Regions from separate parts of the Mus musculus genome. Here region 2 is linked to region 1. Evidence: chromatin contacts called from public HiChIP or PLAC-seq data. All regions are on one chromosome and are shown on one strand. Each heading gives the region's core, a stretch centred on a gene start, on an enhancer-like site or on the middle of the called end of the contact. The rest is flanking DNA. Distances are from core to core; before and after follow the strand shown. Region 1 overlaps C2cd3 (C2 calcium-dependent domain containing 3). Region 2 overlaps Plekhb1 (pleckstrin homology domain containing, family B (evectins) member 1).

What was found. HiChIP or PLAC-seq counts read pairs in DNA pulled down with a chosen protein or histone mark.
Region 2: an H3K27ac HiChIP or PLAC-seq map of stem cell-derived neural progenitor cells shows a contact between it and region 1, with 2.3 times the contacts expected there. The contact joins two enhancer-like sites. A contact is called at or near these places in 7 of 39 promoter capture datasets (3T3-L1-derived adipocytes, the HPC-7 cell line, the SN4741 cell line and 4 more), 3 of 484 Hi-C or Micro-C datasets (LSK cells, bone marrow-derived macrophages and nephron progenitors), 2 of 115 datasets of contacts at active chromatin or transcription factors (embryonic stem cells and stem cell-derived neural progenitor cells) and 3 of 9 other capture datasets (adipose tissue, liver and macrophages).

Annotation. Positions count from the first base shown.
Region 1 is chr7:100,397,252-100,401,452 of GRCm38.p6, reverse strand. It overlaps C2cd3 (C2 calcium-dependent domain containing 3), which reads right to left. Exons shown (of 33, transcript NM_001017985.3): 8 at 1,638-1,785. Among named protein-coding and RNA genes, the nearest start is that of C2cd3, 27 kb to the right of the region's middle. Within about 2 kb of position 2,027, at least 32 of the 459 cell types and tissues checked have an H3K27ac peak or open chromatin away from gene starts, as enhancers often do. A contact at or near this core is called in stem cell-derived neural progenitor cells, where this site is marked.
Region 2 is chr7:100,643,102-100,647,302 of GRCm38.p6, reverse strand. It overlaps Plekhb1 (pleckstrin homology domain containing, family B (evectins) member 1), which reads left to right. Exons shown (of 9, transcript NM_013746.3): 8 at 1,634-1,733; 9 at 2,234-3,407. The coding sequence ends at 2,370. Among named protein-coding and RNA genes, the nearest start is that of Plekhb1, 17 kb to the left of the region's middle. Within about 2 kb of position 1,957, at least 25 of the 459 cell types and tissues checked have an H3K27ac peak or open chromatin away from gene starts, as enhancers often do. A contact at or near this core is called in stem cell-derived neural progenitor cells, where this site is marked.

The DNA.
Region 1 (4,201 bases), core at 778-3,277:
CTTAGATAGCTTTCATAGAAAAGCTTTTACAACTTGGTAATAAACCTACAATCATGGCTGGAAGTGTCCTGCGACTTTGGACTGAAAGTTAGAGCCTGCTATCTCCTGCTGAGATAGAACAAAGGCCACATTACTTAATTCTCTGCTGTTAGGGTACAGGTGTTAACTGCCCAAGTCAGTAGCCTTTTACCCTCAGAAAGAGCAAGAAAGTTTTTAGGATTTTCTAGAAGTTATCTTCAGCATTTCAGTACAGTTAGAAAGCTAGAATGTCCAGAGACCCTCAGACTTTAAAGCCACACCAGAGTCCTACTGTCTCCCCCTCACCACTACCCTCTCCAGGACGGAGGTTCCTGGCAGGTAGGCTAAGTGAGCCTGAGGAACACGTCAGGAAGTGCTGATCCTCTACTCTCTCCTTGAGTTCCTGCCCTGCCCTTCCTCACTGACAGAAGATTTAAGCTGAAATAAATCTTTTCTTCTCCAATTGCTTTTGGTCATAATTTTACCACATCAACAGAAAGCAAACTAAGACAGCCATTTCTCTGCCTTTCAAAACTCTCAAGTCTGTTAAACCTTTTGTGCCTGCTTATGCTCTGCCTGACAATATCATATAATCATAAATGCCTAACCCCACCCCCCGACCCCAACACACACACACACACACACACACACACACACTTTGTCTCAATTCTGGCAGCCCTCCCTGACTTACTACCAATTCAGAATAAACTACCTTGTTTTTACTACATGTTTTTTTTTCCCCCCTGACATACAAAAAAGGAAACTCAGAAGTGTGGTGGTCTGAATACAGTTAGAGTGCATCCCAAAAAGCTTTTATAGAGAAAGCCTGGCCCTCAGTGACCAGTAAGTCGTTAGGGAAGAAGAGATGCTTAGTTCTGTTAGGACAAGTCTTTAGAAGGGATGATGGTAGAACCTGGTCCTGCCGTGATGGCATCCTGTTTGGTGATGTGACCCCTTTCTCATATATACCATGAGATGTGCAGCCACTGTGGTCCTTACCAGAGTTTACACTGAGCTACACAAACCTCTCTTTTTATAAAGTTAGCCTACCTTAGGTATTCTGTTATAGTAACAAAAACTGGACTTATACGAGGAACATGACAGCAACCTTCAGGACAGACTACTTATGGAAAGCGACTAGGCTTCTTATGTACAGTGTCTAGAAGATGCTAAACCAGCAACAGATCATTAGGCTTGACAAAAAAAAAAAAGTTGGAATAAGCAGAACTGCCTGGAAAGAATTCCCTATCTTACAAGCCAACAGAGAGGGTTTTGTCACCCGTGAGTAGAAATGTTCTGGACTCTTCTGTATAGATACCAGTGGGTTCCAAGGCATGCCTGTGCTAGCTGTTTCTTAGAAGTGCTCTGAGGAAGCCTGGGATATACTGGAACACAGGCTCTGGATGCAGGGGACTCTGAATCTGATTCTGGCTCTGACACTTGCTACATATCCTTGGAACAAAAGACTTGTGCCTTCTAGGCCCGTCTCTTTATCATCTTCCTCAGCTATAATTATTACTACATAAGTTATATGTAAAATGATAGCTTCCTGCAAGTGTGAGGCCTGGCTACTGAGTGCCGTGTTCCCCACTTGTAGAGCTTCAGATTCAATGACTTACAGGCACTGTGTAAAACAAGTTCTCCAGCAGACTCTGGTCATACTGAGGATCATTCAGGTCACTGCTGCAGTACTCATCACTCCCAGGAGTCGGGGAATCTGGAGGAGAGCCTAATCCATTCCAGAAATGACCTTGGGACAATTCAGCACTGGAGACAGGAAAAACAAAGCCAAGGACTTAACAGAAGGTTCAGCAGAGCTCCTGTCTCTCTGTCTCTGGCAAAGCTTCCTAACATTCTAAATGTGAAAGAACGTACGCTAAGGATGCACTCTAAACTGACTACTGGGTGACATTTTCCAACTCTATTTCCTCTCTCTTAGGATGACGTCAACTAGTACTCAAACCCCACTACTGACTCGCACTGTGCTCTCATGCAGCAAGTGGCTGTTGGCCATTGTGTGTACGGTTGCCATAGAGACGGCTAACCTAAGTCCAGCTGGACCCCTGTGCTATCTGTGCCCTGACAGGCAGGAAAAATGGCACCTATCATTCTGTAAAGCAGATGTTTTTGTAAAAAAAAATGGCTAATTTACAAAAACACCTTCAATTAAGCAAACACATGTACTTTGGAATTATTATGACATGGTTAGTTTTATACTGGATAGAAAAATGAATAAAACATTACAAGGAGTTTATAAACTAAGGAAGTAAGTATATAAATAACTATAAACTCAACATTTTAATGAATATTTTTTATTTTTCTTTCTCTTACAGTAACTTAATATTATTGAACTTAATCTAATGAACATTTATGAATAATAAAGCAGTAATATTAAATACTGTGTGCTGACCCAACTTAATACTTACTATTCCTCAGCTTCCCTATTAAGCTACCACTGTTTTTCTTTAATTTCTAAAGAAATTTGCACAATCATCACTTTCAAATAAGACAATGTTTCCATATTATTTCAAAAACTTTTATTTTTATTCTTTAGAGACGTGTGTGTGTGTGTGTGTGTGTGTGAGCATGTATATGCATTTGCAGACAACCTGTAGGAGTGGATTCTCTCCTACCACATGGGCTCCAAGGATAGAACTCAGTCTGTCAGGCTGGGGAAGAGCCTTTATCTGCTGAGCTGTCTTGCTAGCTTGGAACTTTACAACTGCTCTTTTTAAAAAGGATTCTTGGTATTTTCCTATATAATGGCTTTTTTTGTTTTGTTTTTGTTTTTTCGAGACAGGGTTTCTCTGTATAGCCCTGGCTGTCCTGGAACTCACTTTGTAGACCAGTCTGGCCTCGAACTCAGAAATCTGCCTGCCTCTGCCTCTGCCTCCTGAGTGCTGGGATTAAAGGCGTGCGCCACCACGCCCGGCCTATAATGGCTTTTTAAGTTCAATAATGTATAAGTGTTTGACTGCATGTTTGTGTTTGATGTAGTACATGTCTATGGAGGTCAGAAGAGGGAATCTTATCTTCTGGAACCTGCGTTAAGGTGGGTTGTGACCTACCATGTGGGTGCTGGGAAGCAACCCAGGTTGCAACAGTAGCAAGTGCTTTTAACTGCTTAGCCATTTCTCCAGCCCATCTTTACTAAGGAGTGAGGGTCTATGCTGTCCATCATAGCTGTTTGCTATGCCATCTATTCTGCACACAAATTTAAAGATCTCTACTATTCAGTATGTAGTCCTCCATTTTTTTCAGTTTTGCAATTATTTTTTGAATTAACTTATCTGTTTATGATTTATTATAGTATTGAATTTTGCCTGTGTTTCTTAATAAGACAATTGTCGTCCACTCTCAGCGTGATCCCTTTATTTTTCCTAACATATATTTCTGGAATTTCAATTATCTAGATATTGACTCTTGAAAACGTTCCCAATTTTAAACTTTACTTGATATATTCTAATTTCTTTTTGTTAAATTTTTTGGGATTTTTTTCTTCTCCTTTTTCTCTTCTAAATATCCTCCTGAATCTTGTTTTTTGTGTAGATGTTGGAGGCATTCCTCATGCCTTCAAATCCAGGCCCTGAATGCTGATGAAGCTCAATACACAGGCTAGCAGTCAGGAGGACCCTGGTAACTGGTGGCTAAATTAGAACTGGGCAGAGCTGGATCATCTTGTTAAGTAAATTTCAGTCTGGGGTACTTAACCTCCTTTATCTTGACCAGACCTGCCTGGGGGTAATGTGACGGTCAGTGTGCTTAGGCCTCAAGAAGAAAAAGGGGGCTTGAGGCTAGAGGGATGGGTCTTTATCCCAGGGGTGTATTTTATCTCAGTTTCCTTTCCTGCAGTGAGCTGCTCACCTCTATCTACCCTCAGCTGGGCTCGACACCATGAATCTAGGGCCTCTACAGATCATGCCTATCTAGTCTTCAGCAGCAGGGAATGTCCTCCTACTTCTTGGGGGAAGCAGCAGAACTATGACAATAGTCAACATTACCAAGAGATTACTCTGTGAATTCAGACAACACGTCATGGTAGTTGCTGCGGAGACTGCAGGAGACAGCTCCGTCTTCTGTGTGGTCTCATCAGCATGGCTGGTCAGTTACCCTCGTCCTCTGCCTTCTAACCTCAGTCAGATTTACTGACACTTTCACTGCTCTCTCATCTCCTTTCCAGTTC
Region 2 (4,201 bases), core at 708-3,207, 250 kb before region 1:
TCCTATAATCTCAGTGCTGGGGAGAAGAAACAGGGCTGCTAGGGGCTTGCTGGACAGTCAGGATGAATCAGCAAGTTCCAAGTTCAATGAGAAACTATTGAAACAGTAAAGCCGAAAGTGAGTGAGGAAGACTCCAAGCAGCAACCTCTCTGACTTCAACATGCACACACTGTTATGATCTTGAACGCTGTGCAGCTTCAGAAGGGCCATGCCAGGCCAAACAGTTCCATGTGAGGTTTATTGGGAGAGAGAGAGAGAGGGGCAAGGTGGCAGCAGAACGAGAAGGGGGGAAGAGAGAGAGAGACCAGGGGGGCCTTTCTTTATATATGGGTGATGACGTAATTACAGGTAAAGGTGAGAGGTGAGCCAATTCTGGGAATATAGTGGATGTTGCCTTGGCAACAGGTCTGTGGGTCCTACCTATGTGATGTCACGGGTTTTTGGAGGTCCTGATACCAACACACATGCTTCCACACACACTCAGGGGGTAAAAAGGAAAAGGAACCCTTAAGTATGGTACCCACTAGATTTCGGGTTTTGTTTTGTTTTTTTTCCTCAGAAATCCACCTGCCTCTGCCTCCCAAGTGCTGGGATTAAAGGCGTGTGTCACCACTGCCCAGCCCCACTAGATTTCTTGGTTCCAGTTCATGACAAGAACATTTACAGGAAGAACAGGGCAGAGAGGGAGGGGGAGGGCACAGTCCATTTGTATTAATTAAGTTGGACACAAACGGACTTCTAGAGTTGGGCAATTCTGGTGTGAAGCCTAGTGAGAGATACAGTGAGAATGGGGCTAGGGGGGAGTCCCAGGAGAGAACAGATTCTGACCCCTTCCAAGTCAGCTACCCCATGAGTTAAAGTGGTAGATTTGGATTGACAGTTAGTGCTAATCGTGCATGTATTACTGGTTCCTGTCATCACTGTCCCTTGCAGGTGATACAAGTTGAGGGCCTTGCCATTAAGTAGCACACATTTGGGGGAACAGGCCAGAAAGGTTAAGAGAAAAGATAAGGGGTACTATCCAAGTTAGAGACCCTAGGAAGAAATACTTCTGAGCCCAGGAGGGCTTCCTATAGTGGGTAGCTTCTGAGCTAGAATCTGGGAGGTTGGTAGGAGCCTGATGGGGAAGGCAGGACTCTCACCTTCTCTGTGCCTCATCCATAGCACTGGATGCTATGGAGATAGCAATGCCTGCCTTGAAGGATCAGAGGTGACACTAGGGAGCACCTCCCTTGGGACCCGCTATGCAGTAGATGCTAGATGGTAGTTATTTCAGTGACTACTCTTTTCTTCCTTTGCTCCAGTCCTCCTCTAATTCATGCCTAGGGCTTTGCCATAGTTCTCTTCCCTTGACTAGGAGAATAATCAGTTGGGTTTCTCTGAGAATAGCATTGTAGAATTGTTAGACTTAGAAAGTTGAGCAATGGGAAAATTGGGCAATATAGAAGGCCAAGGTAGGAGAAAAGGCATTATTGGGAGCTGGATGTTTTAGGGGAGAAGGGTTATGGAATCTATGGGGAGGCCATACCTTTTCCCTTTAGCCCTGGGGAGGAGGGTGGCTACAGAATGAAAGGGTCAGGACCAAGCCCAGACCAGGAAGTCCCTGGGCATTCAACCTGACTGGATTTCTCAGGTACGCGTCTACAGCCCGTATCAGGACTACTATGAGGTGGTGCCACCCAACGCACATGAAGCCACATATGTCCGCAGCTACTATGGGCCACCTTATGCAGGTAAGTGCCCCTAGCATGCCAGTCTACCTCCTGCCACAATCCTGTGCCAGGCCTTGCCCATGATCCATCAGTGAAGACTGAGCTTCACCCTTTGAGGGTATACATATTTTGCAGATCTCACCCTCCCAGATCCTAGATTCAAAACAGACTCTCCGGGCTGGCCCCACTCAGCCAGTCTACCAAACAGTGATAATCTTGTGCTGCTAGCGACCCCAGGTGGCTATTGCAGAAATGACACTCTTCCTATTCCCAAGGTCTTAGTTACTAGAGTCCATTCCCAAGGGCTGCATGGATCCCCAGGGGCTTAGGGATCCTGGGGTTTCCTGCAGCCCATCTCCAGTCCCATAGTCACCATCCGTGGCATATGTATGATCTGTAGGCTGCAGTGGAGGGTGCTCTCAAAGTCTCAGTTCCTCTGGGGAGCAGAATGAGTTCATGCCTTAACTTGAGATTAGACTAGTCTCTGGCACTGACCCCGACTTGTGTGGCTTTTCTTACAGGTCCTGGTGTGACACACGTGATAGTTCGAGAGGACCCCTGCTACAGCTCAGGCGCCCCTTTGGCCATGGGCATGCTTGCTGGGGCTGCCACGGGTGCTGCTCTTGGTTCACTTATGTGGTCGCCTTGTTGGTTCTGAGCCCTGGGGCTCTGACTTCTGGATGTGCATGTAGAACACAAGAAGACCCTTTTCTTCTGGATCCTCTGCTAGCTACCATCTAAACTGTCCCATTTTGACCCCTTTCTCCCCATTAAGCCCTCTACGCTTGGCCCATTACTCCCACCATTTATCCTCTTTTCCGTCTCAAAGGAAGCTAACATCTCAGGCACAGACATAGCCAAAAGTCCATACACCCATTGCCAGGCACTCCCATAAGTCACATGTGAATTTTCTCTACACATAGCAAACATAACTTCATTTGGCTCTAAGTGTCTGAGGAATGGAGCTCACAAGAGAGCAAACAACAAAGCTACAGTTATCTGTCTGGTAAGGATAAGTCGGGGCAAGGAGCGAGGTCTGGGTGCCCAAAGAATCAAATAACAGTTGGCTTGGTGTTGTGGCAGGGGTTGGTTGTAGTGGTTCTAGCTCTATGTGAAGGAGCTTGCTGGATAAAGGCACGATGGGGCTTTTTATGGAGTAAAGTTTCTTGATTTCAACTATAATGAATACTTTGCCTGTCTAGTTAGTACTGGCAGGACATACCCTTAACCAAAACATGGAATTTGGCACCTTTTCCTCACTTGTAGCTTCCCTATGATAGCTGAGCTAACCCTAAGGTTTCCTAGCTGTGGGAAGAGGTGAGTTCTTTGAGACCTCCGGCCTTAGGAAGTTGCTTCCATTAGGAAATGCCTTTCTGATCCCAGGAGCTCAGCTCGACTGTTAACATCTGAAGCTTATTCTCTTCCTTCCCGCTGGGGGGAGACGGCATTATCTTGTTCTGGGGCCTGACCCACCTTGGCACCAGCCTGGGGAACCCCTCATGTGCCTGTCTATAGGTAGCAAGCAATCTCTCCATTTGATCCTGTTCCAAACTATTCCATCATCCTGTCCCAATTGCCAATAGAAAAGCTAAAATCCCTGGCTCAGTTGCTAGAGTGCCTAGTAAAATTCCTAGCATATGTGAGCGCTCCATTGGCTCAGCACAGACACTAATAAAGACATGATTGGCCCCAGAACTGGCTTTGCTTGTTTTGTTCCTCCAGGATGTTTCCTTGAGACAACTCTGTGACACAGCATCTTCTGTAGAGTGCATTATGAGTTTATGTGGAATTGGTGACAGCTATGTGAATGAACAATTTGGGACAATTCATTATCTATCTTGCTTTCCCTGGACTATCACCTTAGCTCATAGAACAGAGATGAAGTTGGTTATCTCTGAAGAGTCAAAAAGAGGATCTCATATTCTAAGAGTCAAAAAGAGGATCTCTGTTCTATGAGCTAAGGTGATAGATAATCCAGAGCTGGCACTGCCTGCCAAGAGACTTCTGATGTTAGAATATTTGTATGTGTGCATGAATGTAGAAGGCCAGAGCTCAACAGCCTTAATGCCTTTATCAATCTTCACCTTATTTTTGGTGTCTCTCACTGAACCTGGAGCTCACCATTTTGGCTAAACTGACTGGCATGCGAGCACCAGGGATCCTCCTGTCTCTGCCTTCCAAAGGCTGAGATTAAAGAAAGGTTCCTGCTGTGGTACCCAACTTTTTATCTGGGTGCTGTGTCCCCGTGCTTATGTGATGTTTACTGACTAAAACATCTCCTCAGCTCCCAGGTGTCAGGACTGTTTCCACTGTTGCTTCTCCAACCTAAACTTGAACTAATTAACTGTTCTCATAGAAACCTCGTGGCTAGGAACAAACAGAAACTGCATTAGGTTTCTGGAGGCTGTCAAATGGCAGAAACCCCAGCCAAAACTGACTTAAGCCAAAGGGAAAACAGGGCAGCCAGGACTGAAAGCTAGATCAAGAAT